Linked DNA regions of Mus musculus: regions 1 and 2 are each linked to region 3. Evidence: chromatin contacts called from public HiCAR-type and promoter capture Hi-C data. All regions are on one chromosome and are shown on one strand. Each heading gives the region's core, a stretch centred on a gene start, on an enhancer-like site or on the middle of the called end of the contact. The rest is flanking DNA. Distances are from core to core; before and after follow the strand shown.

Region 1 (4,376 bases), core at 159-2,658, 2.8 Mb before region 3:
TAAAAAAAAATGTGTTGGGGGCTCATGTGGGGGCTAGAGTTGGTTCTCTCCTTCTACCATGTAGTGTGTGGGATTCGAACTCAGGTTGTCAGAATTGCCTGAAAGGATCTTTTCCAGCTGAGCCACAGTTTTGTTCTCTCTTCTGTCTTAAAGTAAAAATGATGGAGTGGCTTGCATTTGTCCCTTCACCTTGCTGTTAGGTCACAGTTGTCTTCATTTTCCTGTAGCACTGTCAACTGTGGATTTAATTTTGACTTTTATGTCTCTCTTTAATATGGTGAGGCACAGTGCCTGCATTTGATACAATTCTGCTGACAAACTTCCATGCAGCCTTGGCTAAGCAAAGTGCTTTGCGTGTATTGCCTCATTTAACCTATCTAATAAACTTGTCTATTAGAATCTGTGGGTCGGGTAGGGGCTTTCTGGAATGTAACTTAAAAAGCAGCCACCCTTTCTTGGAGAGAAGGAATAGTTGAGCAGCTGGCAGTGGGAAGGGCAAGGCCTCCTCCCTCTTCCCGGCAGCTGTCTTACCAGGCCAGACCTCCTCTCTCCAAAGGCTGGGGTCTCCACCTCTGGCCCATGTCCAGTCGGGTGGGAGGCTGTGTGGCTTTTTCCGGGTCACTGGCACACCCTCTCTATCCTAGCCACCTGCCCCTGTTCCATTCCAGTTCCAGGCTCCCTAGAGCGACCCAGGGACATTCCAATCCTCCCACTACCCTCGCAAACGCCGCGGGAGGAGGGAAGGGGGCGCAATTGCTTGGCCTTCTAGAACGCAGCTTTGTCTCGGCCTTCTAAGGATTGATGAAAGGCTTGAAAGTTGGTAGTTTACAATCGACTCCTCGGTGAAGCCGCATCTTCAGCAACAGCGGCACTTTTTGGGAAACCGTCTCGCAGACAACTGAAAGCCAAACAGCCAAGTTGTCTCCCCAGCAGACCAAATATGGTCACAAGCGTTAAGCAGCCTTCCGTGGAAAGTCTGGCCTCGCGGGTGTCTCCCTGAGCCAGGGTGCGCCCCGGTCCGACCTCTGGCAGATCCGCGCCCCGTGCCACATTCCGGGTGCTGGGCGCTCCCCTTAAGACGAGGGCAAGCGCTCAGGACAGACTCATTCTGGGCCTTGGACCCTCAACCGAGGGCCCTCCGTTATTCTCCGATTTGGTTTTTGTCCATAACCCCTTGATTTAACAGGCTTGAACCATTTTCTCTTTGATCCCGCCCCAAGTCAGTGGTAAACTCAAAGGAATGCAGATAGGCGCTCGGCGGGAGAGGTCGGAGCGGCGCGGCGGGGCGGGGGCACGGTCTCTCCCGAGCTGCGAAGTGCCCAGCCCACCCCCGCCAGCCGGGCTAGGGTGGGAGGAGGAGGAAGAGGAGGGGCGTGGGGCAGGCTGGCTCCGGCCAGGAGGTCATGCATAATTCAACAGCTCCACTTTCGGCCCGCCTCTTTCCTAAGGGTGGGAGTTTGCTTCAAACTTTGTTTATGGGACAGTCCGGGAGCCGCGGCGGCTGCGCTCGTCTACGTCTTCTCTGTCGCCTCCTCGCGCAGTGGGAGCGCCCGAGGCCGGTTCCGGGGATGTAAGAGGATAAGCCTTCGGCTGCTGGGAATCCGCTCGGGATCTGCCAGCCGGGACCGGGTTCCAGCTCGTCAGTTCGGGAGGCGCCCAGGCTTGGCTTCCCCGAGTCCCCAGGTAGCTCCCGCCGCGCCCCGCACCCTCTGTGGCGTCCGGCTCTTAGACGACCGCAGTCGGGACGCCTGGGGTTGCCGGTGGGGGTATTGGGCAGGGGAAGCTGCGACTGGGTCTGGTGCAGGCACCCCCCCCCCCCTTCCTCCCGCGGCTGCCTGCTCAGGGGAGCTTCTCTGTTGCGGGAAAGTTGCATAATCTCGGAGGCCAGGGGCGCCCCCTCCCCCACCGGCTGGTCCCTGGACCCATACCTAACTGTCTCTAGGTTCTCTCTGTCCTTCCCCGGGACTACCCCCTCCTCCTCTGACTTGCACCAAAAGGCTGATCTGATCTTTCTTTTTTCTTGTAGAAAGATGAATCCGTCCTCGGTGCCCCATCCGCTCCCGCCGCCAGGGCAGCAAGTCATCCACGTCACGCAGGACCTGGACACCGACCTCGAAGCCCTCTTCAACTCTGTCATGAACCCCAAGCCCAGCTCATGGCGGAAAAAGATCCTCCCGGAGTCCTTCTTTAAGGAGCCCGATTCCGGCTCGCACTCGCGCCAATCCAGCACAGACTCATCAGGCGGCCACCCGGGGCCTCGACTAGCTGGCGGCGCGCAGCACGTCCGCTCGCACTCGTCGCCCGCATCCCTGCAGCTGGGCACCGGTGCGGGAGCCGCTGGAGGCCCTGCACAGCAGCATGCACATCTCCGCCAGCAGTCCTATGACGTGACCGACGAGCTGCCGTTGCCCCCCGGGTGGGAGATGACCTTCACGGCCACTGGCCAGAGATACTTCCTTAAGTAAGTCTGCCGGCAGTCAAGAGGGGCAAAGTTGTGATGCCCTGGACGCTCGTGTGTTCGTGGCGTGTGTGTGTGTGTGTGTGTGTGTGTGTGTGTGTGTGTGAAAGAGAGACAGAGACAGAGAGAGAGAGACAGAGAGAGACTGAGAGACTGACTCTTCCAAGGTGCTTCAGAGATCTGCTAAGATAAAAAAGTAGGGGATGAATCTCTGGGAGTTGTACTTGACTAGAACAGAGAACGTTTCATGAAGTGGAAACTGCTTAAGCCCTAAGAGATCCAGGCCATTGGAAAACTTAAACTTGGGGAAAGGAATTTTGAGCGACTTTGGCCTAAATCTGGGTCTTAGGCCCTTAGCGCCTTCACTTAAGTTAGCTAGCTCACAGCCAGGTGAGTAGGTGGTCTGGGTTCTTCAGTCACTCAGGAAAAGCAAACCGGAAAAGAACACAGTGCCTGGTGGGCTTTACCTCTCCCAGCTGATGACGTAATGACCACACAGCACAGTAATGTAATTACCAACCGCACTGTAAAGTAGTTATGGGCTGGACCAACAAATTGTGTGGAAATTGGGTCAGGAGTCTTATGTTACACTTGGTAACCTAAAATACCGTCACGGCAGGGCAGTAGTGTGCGTTGTCATCCTTCATGCCCTATCTGCCTAGCTTTTTGAGGTTGTGAATTTTACATTAGATCCAGCTTTTTGAATTAGATCGAACAGAGAAATGTATTCTCAATTGCTAGAGGGAGTTCTTGAGGGAAAGCCGGGGCTGGCACTTGAATTGTTATCAGAACCAGTGAGGTCATAGGGGTCAGGTTAGAAAAGGCCTCCGAAGAAGTTGTGGCTGAGCCATTGGTGTAGAATCACTTCAGCTCGGCTCGGCTGCGCTGCCTGCCCAAAGGGAAGACATCTAAGAACTTGTCTTAAACTTCATCTTACAGCCCCGTTCCTTTGCTGAAGTAGCCTTGCTTTGAAAGGCTCAAATGTAAGATAGCACGTACTATTTTAAAAAATGTAATGCCAAGCTCCTCCTTGGCATTAACTATCTTTGGTCCTTTGATTACCCTCTAAGAATGAGCGGATGGCAGTGGATGCTGTGGGCATATCTGAGACTCATCCTGGTTCCCAGCTCTTCCTCATCCCAAAGCTGTTGACATCACGTGCACTTACTTAGTTTTATGTGTATGTGTGTGCGCCTGGATGTATGTATGTGCACCACATACATGAAGTGCCTGTGGAGGCCAGAAGAGGATGTCTAATTCCCTGGGGTGGCAGTGTGAGCTCCATCCCCCTCCCCTAATTTGGGATTTCGGTGCTAGGAACGGAACTCCAGTCCTCTTCAAGAGCACCAAGTGGTTTTAACCATTAGCCATCTCTCCAGCCTCTTGGGGATATACTTTTTGTTGTATTTGTAATCTTTGTTTTGGGGCTTACTGTGGTGCTGGCATCCTGAAGATAACTCAATGGCTTTGGCACACAGTTGGTGTCTGGATTATTGAGCCATGCATGGTGTAGACACATGCTCAGGGCTTTGATTTCTAAGTGGAGGTTGAAGTCAGATATGCAATGTAATAGCATGGCGTTTTTCTAAGTCTCCAAAGGAAGATATTAGTGTCCGTACTGCATACATGTTCAAAATAGCATTGTGTATAAATGCAGCTGTATGTATTTCACCATGATTTTTTTTTTTTTTACCAATGTGAACTTTGCAATAAATACAAGTAGCGTCTCAGTAATTTTCGATGGTCCCTTTTGGCCGCAGATGATTTTTAAACTGCTCATGAATGCACACGTATATGTGGAAGAGCCGGGCTTGCCTAATATCTGTGGGAACCTAGAAAAAAAAACCCAACTTCTAAATAAAATCAAATTCTTTTCTACATGTGTTTTTAATGATTGAAGTTGCTCAGATGTGTTAGT
Region 2 (4,710 bases), core at 637-3,136, 2.5 Mb after region 3:
GAGTGCAAAAAGTGTGGCCTCCCAGCCTGGAGGCACTGGCCCTTTAAAGGTTCTAGCTTCCTGTACACCCGGTCCCTCCCTCCTCGCCTGCTCCCGCCCCGGCCAAGGGTCACACTTGAACTTTAGATTGCCCAGAGCCTAAAAGCCTTGGCCACCCACTTGCGCGCGTCCGAAACCGTACCCAGTGAGTGGGAACGCTCGACCACCTGCTCAGTGCCCAGGCCACTTTGGTTAAAACCAAATTTGCCCCGGCCTCCGCAACTTTCTGCAACCGCTGGCCCGCACACGGCTCAGCCAGCTGCGCGTTTGGCTATCCCAAAAGCTGCGGGAGCCCCGCGCCTGCGTGCGCGCGCGTGGGGGTGGGGGATGTCTCCAGTGCGCCCCGCACCTCCGCGGTCGGGTCCCGGGGAAACCTTGGCGGCCGAGGGTCGGGAGAGTGGGTGCGCGTGTGGGTGGAGGAGTCGCCCGACCCCCTCGCAGGAGGTCTGGAGTGTCAAATGGAGAGGGACCTTGGAAGCGAACCCCTCGCTCCAACAACTAAGCTAACTTTCACGCCTGCTCTGCCATTTCACTTAAGTTCCCAAACGAGCCCTGCCCGGGTCTCTCTAGAAGTCCCTCGCCTGCACCTGGTCCAAATTTGGCTCTGGGTCTCCGGGAAGCCCCCGCCACACCTGCCATTTCTCGCCCCGCTCTCTCCGTGCGCCCATCATTTCCGGGCCCCGAACACCCACACTGCCGACCCTCCGCCGGCCCCAACACATCCCCACCCCACCCCCCAGGGCCGCCCAGAGGCCGTTCACCTTCCAGCCCGCCGAGCTGTTGCTGTCGCCCTTATCCTTGAAGTAGGGCACGCTCTTCACCATCCACTCGTAGATCTGCGACAGGGTGAGCCTCTTCTCGGCTGAGCTCTCGATGGCCTTGGTGATGAGGTCGGCGTACGACAGGTTGCCCCACGCGTTGCGGCGCGACGAGCTGGTCTTGCGCGGCTGTCCCGCGAGTGGCCCCGCGGCGGCGGCAGCGGAGGGAGGCACGGGTGGGGGCTGCGACAGCGGCCCGGTCGGTGGGGGCTGTGGCGGCGCTGGGTGCACGCAGCCCGCCTCGGGGCCCTGGAAGTCCCCGCACAGGCCCCTGCTGGCCGCAGCCGCCGCCGCCACGGCCACGCAGCCTGGCGCCCGCGCGAAGTCCTCACTCTCCTCCAGCAGGCTCAGGTTGCTCATAAAGTCGGTGCTGACAGCGGACGCCGAGGCCAGGCTCGCCGCGGCGTCGGGGTTGGCGGCCGCGCCGCCCGACGGCGCCGGACTGGAGGTGGTCGAGTTGGACTGGTTAAACTCCGGCCTGGGCAGCGGCCAGGTACAGGAGCGCTGCCGGGGCAGCGGCTCGAAGTCCGGGTCGGTCTCCACCACCTGGGGCGCTTCGGCCATGGTGCCCCCGCCCCTCCCCCACCAGCAGAGAAGTACCGGGAGACGCGGCCACCGGGGGCGCGGAGCGGGCGACCCGAGTGTCGCTCCGAGATTGGGGGGCCGCGGACGGCGGACGCACGCCGGAGTCAGGCGCGGCGGGGCGCAGCGGACGGACGCGCCCAGAACTTAACTTCGCTGGGTCACCGGTGTCTAAGGAGCCTCCGAGTTCGTGCCTAGGACGGGGCACCGACCAGGCCGCGGAGCCCGGCAGCTCGGGCACCGCGCTCCCGCTGACAAGGGCCGCGGACGCCAAGGCAGACGGGCGGACGCTGCGGGCCGCTCTAGCTCTCCGCGGCCGCGCGACAGCGGCGCTGCTGCCTGTTGAATGTGGCGGCGGCGGGGACTGAAGCGACTCCGCAGACTCCCGTCTTACGGGATCTGCAGCGGGCTCCCCGCCCGCGGCGGCGCGCGCGCCGCCCCGCCCCTGACTGACAGGCTGCGCGGCCAATGGACGCGCGAAGTCTCCGCCGAAGCAGCCAATGAACGCGGGCCTGGGCGGGCGCTGCCTTCCCTCGGGAGGCGGCAGTAGGTTGGTGGGGGGCGGTGGGGTATTTTTCTTTCTCACACACTTTTTTTTTTTTTTCCAATCTCCGTTATTATTTTCTGTAATTCTCAAGTGTTTCTGAGTCTCTGGCGTCTCAGCGATCGGATTGCTAGGAGGCAAACCGGCGTGGAGGCGGCTACCATACTTTTGTTTACTACAGAGTGCAATCGAGTACTCCAGGCAGAGCCCAGACCCTGACTCCCGGGATGGCGCGGGGCCGCTGCGCGCTCCCGGACGCGACGTGGGCGGTGGGGCGCCTCGTGGATTCCACTCAAGCCCGCTCCGCCCACGCGTCTTCGCGCAGCTCTCGGGAAGTCGGTGGGGTTTGTTTTGGAGGAATGTTTTCTTAAGCTGGCATCTGCCCTGGCCGCCCCAGGCGCGCAGATCCTTCGGTGAAGACCCGTCGCTCTGCGGCTCCGGAGTAACCGCTTCCCACCCTACCTGTGCACACCTGCAAGACGAGCCTCTGCGGCTCGGTCCAGCCCCCAGCCTCCACTCATCCTGAACCCCAGAGAGGTGCGGCGCGGGGAGAACACTGTTGCACAAGCACCTAGCTCCAGTAGCGCCTCAGATCCGACGTCTTCTATGGGAACCGCTTTTCTGCCACGGGAATCTCACTTTTTCCTGAGGACCGGTGTGGTGGCTAAAGAGTCAGAGGAGCGCTTAGAGACAACTTTGTCACTTTATTACCCCTAATTAAGTTTAACTGCTTGCTTATTTCTTTTTTATTTAGCATGGAAGCGATGAGGTGTTGAAGTCGCAAAAGGAGATAAGCCCCAAGTGTTGGGGCACAGCTCCGCCCCTCAGTTCTTTAAACTCACAGAGTGAGCTCCCAGACCCGCGTATCTAACACACGTCCGGCGGAGCCAAAGGTAGAAAGACAGTGGTTCTTTTTGCCTTACAGAATAGAAGAAAATGTTCCCTCGCTTGATCCTCTGATTTGCTTTCTTTTTTAAAAAAAAAGAAATATGGGTGGCATTTTCTTTTATTGGCTAGGATGCTTTAGAATTGAAGATGCATATTAGGGCTTTAAATATGTCCAAAAACGCAGCTCCAAATGTCTTGTTGCGGTTGTACTTCGCTCTTCTTTCTTACGTGGAGTTTTTCTATGTAAAATGAGACTCCAAAAGAAAACCAGCCTTCTTACTCCTTCCACTTTGTCTCTAACGTCTCGCTAATCCAGGCCCCTATTCCCCTATTCATAATCCCTTTTTCTGAAACGGCTGCCTACTGATAAAAGTTTTGAGTGGCGATCCTGAACCAGAGGTGCCGAGGACAGTTTGGTTAACTGTCTCTTCACCTTGACTACAAAATTTGGCTTTGACAACCGCTGGGAGACTCGAGTAAATGGATGAGCCTAAGCAGGACCACAAAGAACAACCCTCTGGTGCTCCTTTGTAATCACACTCTGCCGAGGTGGGCCCACAGTCAGACAGCCGCACCCTACAAATAGGCGGAGCACTAGAGGACCATTCTTGGCGATGAAATCCAGCTGTGAATTTGGCCTTCGCCTCATTTCTGTTTCGGTTTCTCAGGGACTGTTGCGATGAGAGCATTTGGTTAAAGGAGTTTTCCTAAAGCTTTCCCCAGATCTTCAAATTCTCTAAGGCCACTGTCCCCAACTGTTTCTATAAGTGTCATAGTATAGGCTAGTGATACAGCCAAGGCTTAACAAGAGTGGGACCCTAAGCTCAATGCTAAGACCAAAAAAGAAAAGAGTCAGAGAATCTGCACAATCAATGCCCCCAATACAAAGGTTTGTATAACAGATGCACCTTAAACGGTTCATAGAGGTGATTATTCGTGGTGTGTGAAGTCAGTTTACTGAAGCGTGGGACGTCACTGAGCATCTTACTGGTTCCCTGCCTTTGCCTGGTACAAACTATTCTGTAAAGAACGACCATTCACACCCTTAACAAGTATGGAGACATGTGCAAAAATCGGAGTCTCTGGGAAAGCAGGCACGAAGTGCTTTGGGAATTTTGAAAGATACAGCCTTTGATAGAAGTTATGTCAGGTTAAACATTCTTTTCTGATAGCCCTATAAAAATGTTAAGGTTGGAAGTAAATGTGGAGGGTCTCTTTGGCCTCCTTTAATTGCTAGATAGTAAAACATGACACTTCTTGCTTCCCATCAATATTATCAATGCAGAAAGTATAAGCATCCTATAATACCAGTGTATCTATCAGTAGATGTCGTAGATGGTATGTCTTCTTCCTGCTAACCATGCATCGTGGTAATTCTAGTCATGTGAAGTCCACCAAGATGAGTGAAGTCTTCACTTACAAGATTAAGAAAACCGGACTAGGGACTTTGTCAGATGGTATCGTGTCTGCTGAGCATACACCGTGCCCTGGCTTCTAGCATAAACAGGAAAGATAGCCCTTCAGATGTGGAGGCAGGAAGATCAGGAGTTTAGGGTGCATTCCAAACTAGCCTGGGCTACAGGAGGTCCTACCCCCACCCCTACCCCCCAAAAAAAGAGAAAGAGAAAAGGAGGATTAAAAAAGCAAATTAGATACTTTCATAAAAGGCGTTTTAGTGGAAAATGTAAACAAGCCAGGTGTGGTGGCACAGCCATTAAACCAAGCCCTCAGGGAGGCAGAGGCAGGCAGAGCTCTTTGAGTTCCACGGCCAGCCTGTTTCACACAGTGAGTCTCATGCCAGCTAAGGTTGTCTAGTGAGACCTTGTCTCAAAACCAAAC
Region 3 (4,574 bases), core at 750-3,249:
AGAAAGCAAATTCCATCTGTACCCACGAGGGCTGCATGAAAGGGAACAGGTACAGGGGGTCACTTGAGGACAAGTAGGTGAGTCACTTGAAGGCATTTCTCAGACCTGTGAAAAAGAAACTTCAGCATCGAAAGAATAATCACTACACTGAATGAAGACAGAAAAATTTACGTCTGTAATAACGCAAAAGTAAAACTGGCCACCCTCTTAAGATGTCAGGGGAAACATCTCATCATTTTTAAAAAATGTGTGCTTTCATATGTGAAAGTGTTTCTGGTGATTGGGTACCTGAGGACTTTTCATTTAAAAAAAAACAAAACAAAACACTCCAAAGCCCATCAAAAAGACACACGTGAACTTAATTAAATCTCAAGATCCTACAAGAAATGTGGAGGGCAAGTTAAAGATGCTTAGGAAGGCGTCTGTGAAATCCATACTGGCGCCAGGTGTGGTGGTGTGCACCTTTAATCCCAGCACTTGGAAGGCAGAGGCAGGCAAATTTCTGAGTTCGAGGCCAGCTTGGTCTACAGAGTGAGTTCCAGGACAGCCAGGGCTACACAGAGAAACCCTATCTCGAAAAAAAACCAAAACCAAAACCAAAAAAAAAATCCACACTGGCAAACTCCATACTGGCAAACTCCGAGTATTTAAATTGACAGGGTATTTGGAAACACAGAAATAACAGGTTTTAAAGACGGTTGGAATTAACTTATTACAGTAAAGTTTTAGAAGGAAGTCCTTATAGAAATAAATGCAGATGATTTAGAGATGAAATGTTATTTGGAATTGTTTTAAATTTATTTTCAAAAGTGGGCGGAGGCCGAGCATGGTGGCGCACGCCTTTAATCCCAGCACTCGGGAGGCAGGCGGATTTCTGAGTTCGAGGCCAGCCTGGTCTACAAAGTGAGTTCCAGGATAGCCAGAGTTATACAGAGAAACCCTGTCTCAAAAAAAAAAAAAAAAAAAAAAAAAAAAAGTGGGCGGAGAGAAAGAATGCCAACAGGCAGATGGAAAGTAGGCTTCAAGATGCAACGCACTGCACACCAAGTGCAACATGCTTGCAGTAAAATAAAGGGTACCTCTACTCGTTCAAGCCAGTGGGATCTAGTACAGTCCACACAGCCTCATCGTGCACACACAGTCAGCTAAGTCTGTATAAAGGATTCAAAGTAAAGTGGCCACAACCCGGAACGTGGCCAACAAAGTTCAGATTTGTTCCAAGCCTTTAAAGAAGGCATTTTAGTGAGAGAGGGCGCCTGGCTTCACCGGACACACAGCGACAGTCATCTGGCTACACCACTCCAAGACTGTGCATGTGCACATGTACATTGGCTAGGTGGCAGAGGCCTTTCTGGCCACCTGTCTCAATACAGGCAAGCTTTTCAGAATCTGCTTTCTGAATGAGTTACAGGCTCCTTTTCAAACTATGTGGCAGAGTTTAGTTGGCAAATATGTCCTCTTCTACATAATCAGAAGGGGTCTGCCACGTTTCTACAGGAATGGCAAAGAAAACGCTAAGGTGCCTGATTCTCAAGCAAAAAAACCCAAAACAAAACAAAAAGACCCCTGGCCAAAATGAATAGAACGCCGTCTGGGCCTATCTTTTGCTGACCCATCGTCCCTAGCCTTATGGATCGGCCGCTCTTTCCAGCTGCAGTGCATATGGGAGCCCCAGGAAGAAGACTGGGGAGTGGCGTGGAGGGGTGACAGGCGGGGGTTCAGAAGCAGGAGCCCCGAAAAGCTGGGCGGAGGCTCTGGGCACTCAAATAGGGTTCCAAAGGGGAACAAAGGTTCAAAGGATTTCAGGGAATCTGAGGCCAAGGGAGCCAAGCACGCGAGGGAAGCGCGGAAGGGACACCCGGAGCACCGGACTCCACCACGGTCTCACCAGAATGAGCGCGGCAGCCGCCAGCGCCACGCCGAGCCCCAGCAGCTGCAGTAGCAGCGTAGCCATCCCGCAGCTCCACACTTGCGGAAGCGCGGTGCGGCGCCGCGCCCCGCCCCAGCCGGCCCCGCAGGAGAGGCCGGCCTAGCCCTCGCCCGCCGCCCGCAGCGCCCCCGCCTGGCCGTGCCCCGCCACGGCAGGAAAGCCGAGGCCTCCCCGCAGCGCCCCCGCGCGGCTCCGCCGAGGACTGCAGGCCGGTCACCGAGTGCGGCAAGTCAAAGCCCTGGACCTGTGCACTGGCTTCACCCCTCGCGCCGTGCAGAGCAGCCATCTAAGGATGCCCGGCGCCGTGGAGGGTTTTAGGGTCACCCCCTTTTCATCTCGTGCGCCTGCGTGTGTGTGGGAGTGTGTTCGTGCACAAGCGCGCGGGCCCGTGGGACCCCGCGAGATTGGCGACTAGCGGGACGCTCGGGGTGGCCGGAGCTGGCGTTAATGCCTCGGGCGCAGGAACACGGTAGCTGCACTTCCCTAACCCAGGATCCCTCCGAGTGCCCTGGGCTGGAGGCACGCCTGGCGACCGGAGGGCGCAGGCGCGGAGGGCTGCGCAGGCGCAGAGCGGGCCGGAAAAATGGCGGCTGGGTTCAAGTGAGTGGCGGCGCGCGCAAAGAGGGCCCGGGTGCGGGTGTGGCGCGCGGCGGCGGGTGGGGGCCCCCCCGAGGACTCGCGGGGCCGCGGGAGGGCTCTGCCCACTCGAGGCGCTGAGGGACACTGCATCCAGGACGGCCCGGACCTCTTAGCCGAGGGCCACGCCGCTCTCCACGCAGGGCCGCCCTCGGAAGGGACTGGGAAAGCGTTGGGCGCGCTCTGGTTAAACCCGGAGCCGCCCACGCGTGCAGCCTGCAAACTCGCGTCTGCGGTGCGTGCACCGTACCTACCTGCAGTCACTTGTGGCCGCGGGTCGGCGAGGAGGCCAAACGTATGTACAATACACTCTTCCGTGGTAAAGTTGTGGATGCTGGCGAGTGTGGTTTATAACGGCGCGAAGTCACGCTAAGGTCCCTGCTTCAGAGCACGAGTGATGTGACTGACACCCAGGTTGACCCTCTTCTGGGTGTGCCAAGGGCCTCTGTTCCTCCTGACTATGGCACAGTTAAGGTCACCGCTGGAAACCGGTTGCTGCTGTGTGGCTTTTATAAATACGGGCCACACAGTTTCAAACGCCTGAGCCTGTCGAGATCACGCCTCAGACACCACACTCTCAAGTTCTGGGTTTCTGCTTTAGGACGCACTGACTGAGACACGTTTTAAACATTGTTTCAGAACTGTGGAGCCGCTGGAGTATTACAGGAGATTTCTGGTGAGTGAAGGTGGTTTTGTACGTTAGAGCTGTGGGTAAAAACACCAAGCTTCGGTTCATTTAAATGAATGAGGCTTAATGCTGCGTACCCGAAATACATCTATGACCCGTTTCCTTATAAACATTTAGAAGGAAAACTGCCGTCCTGATGGAAGAGAACTTGGTGAATTCAGAGCCACAACTGTCAACATAGGTGAAGATAAACTTCCTTTTAGTTGGGTGGGACATCCTTGGTGTCACGTAGTTTTTCAGCCAGCTCTACTATGTCTAACGCAATCGGGTGATGTTAAGAGATTTTTATCATCACACCAACCTTGTAGTTGATCTAAACTTTAGTTCAAATTGGGAGACCGAAGAAAAAGATGAAAAAACGTTAAGTAGTAATATCATTTTCAAGTCACTGACCTGAACCGGTCAAAAGTTTCAGGGGGTGGGTGGGTGGGGGTGGGGGGAGTTTCAGAGGCAAACAAAAAGATTTAAACTACTTTGTAGGAAACTTTGTGGTTATTTTCTTTTTTTTTTTCTTTTTAAAATTTTTTATGAATACCAAGTTTACCTTTCCAGGTTCAATCAGTACAGCGGATGGCTCTGCTCTCGTGAAGCTGGGGAATACCACGGTCATTTGTGGCGTTAAAGCAGTAGGTTTCCTGTATGCCTGTAATGTCTGAATTCCAAGTTAACTGCATGCTTATGAGGTTGTACTTGATCAGGGGCTGGTATTTGGAATGATATTCCCCAAGGTTGGTTTTTGTTTTTTTGTTTTTTACATGTGAGCATCATTAACGCTTTACAAGGTGAGTCCTCAGCACGTCACACGTTAGGGTTTCAGCAATATCGGTTTTGAAATCGACTGTTACAGTGACACCTTTAGCCATCGATAGCTTTTGTTCGTCGTAGGAATAGTAACTGTCTGCTGAGCTTTTTAGATGCTCTACTGTTACCAATCTCTGTAAGTAGAAGGTAGGCAGAGTCTACTGACAGAACCTGTGCTTTCTCACGTTTCACTGAGCAGCTTTCCTCGTTTAGGTCTGTGGTCAAGCTGAAGTAATAACTGTCAGACCACATACTGCTTGCCAGGATTATACCTGGGACTTAGTGGCACTGTCTCACTTGGGCCCTCAGGAGTAGGCAGGTACTGTTTATCTGTCCCTGTGTCAGCAGAGGAACTTGAGAGATAAGTAACTTTCCCCAGCTCTTGCAGTCTCTTGTGTGGATCTATAGCTGCACTGGGCTCTTATTGCTATATACCTCGCTTCTAGCCACTACTGGCTCCCCAGCCTGGTCATGTCAGTGTCGCTTGGGGATTAAATTCAGATTTGGCTGCTGAACAAG

Evidence for each region. Promoter capture Hi-C pulls out the DNA fragments that hold promoters and counts their contacts. HiCAR-type assays count read pairs that join an accessible place to other places.
Region 1: a contact with region 3 is called in a HiCAR-type map of astrocytes, with 7 times the contacts expected there. The contact joins the promoter of Wwtr1 here to the promoter of Alg5 in region 3. A contact is called at or near these places in 2 of 115 datasets of contacts at active chromatin or transcription factors (astrocytes and epiblast stem cells).
Region 2: a promoter capture Hi-C map of pre-B cells shows a contact between it and region 3, with 5 times the contacts expected there. The contact joins the promoter of Foxo1 here to the promoter of Alg5 in region 3. A contact is called at or near these places in 2 of 39 promoter capture datasets (liver and pre-B cells).

What each region holds. Positions count from the first base shown.
Region 1 is chr3:57,572,908-57,577,283 of GRCm38.p6, reverse strand. It overlaps Wwtr1 (WW domain containing transcription regulator 1), which reads left to right and starts at 1,408. Exons shown (of 7, transcript NM_133784.3): 1 at 1,408-1,683; 2 at 2,027-2,461. The coding sequence starts at 2,031.
Region 2 is chr3:52,265,513-52,270,222 of GRCm38.p6, reverse strand. Foxo1 (forkhead box O1) reads right to left here and starts at 1,886. Exons shown (of 3, transcript NM_019739.3): 1 at 801-1,886. The coding sequence starts at 1,421.
Region 3 is chr3:54,732,964-54,737,537 of GRCm38.p6, reverse strand. It overlaps Alg5 (asparagine-linked glycosylation 5 (dolichyl-phosphate beta-glucosyltransferase)), which reads right to left and starts at 1,999. Exons shown (of 10, transcript NM_025442.3): 1 at 1,889-1,999. The coding sequence starts at 1,954. It overlaps Exosc8 (exosome component 8), which reads left to right and starts at 2,174. Exons shown (of 11, transcript NM_027148.3): 1 at 2,174-2,530; 2 at 3,206-3,242; 3 at 3,372-3,435; 4 at 3,807-3,880. The coding sequence starts at 2,514.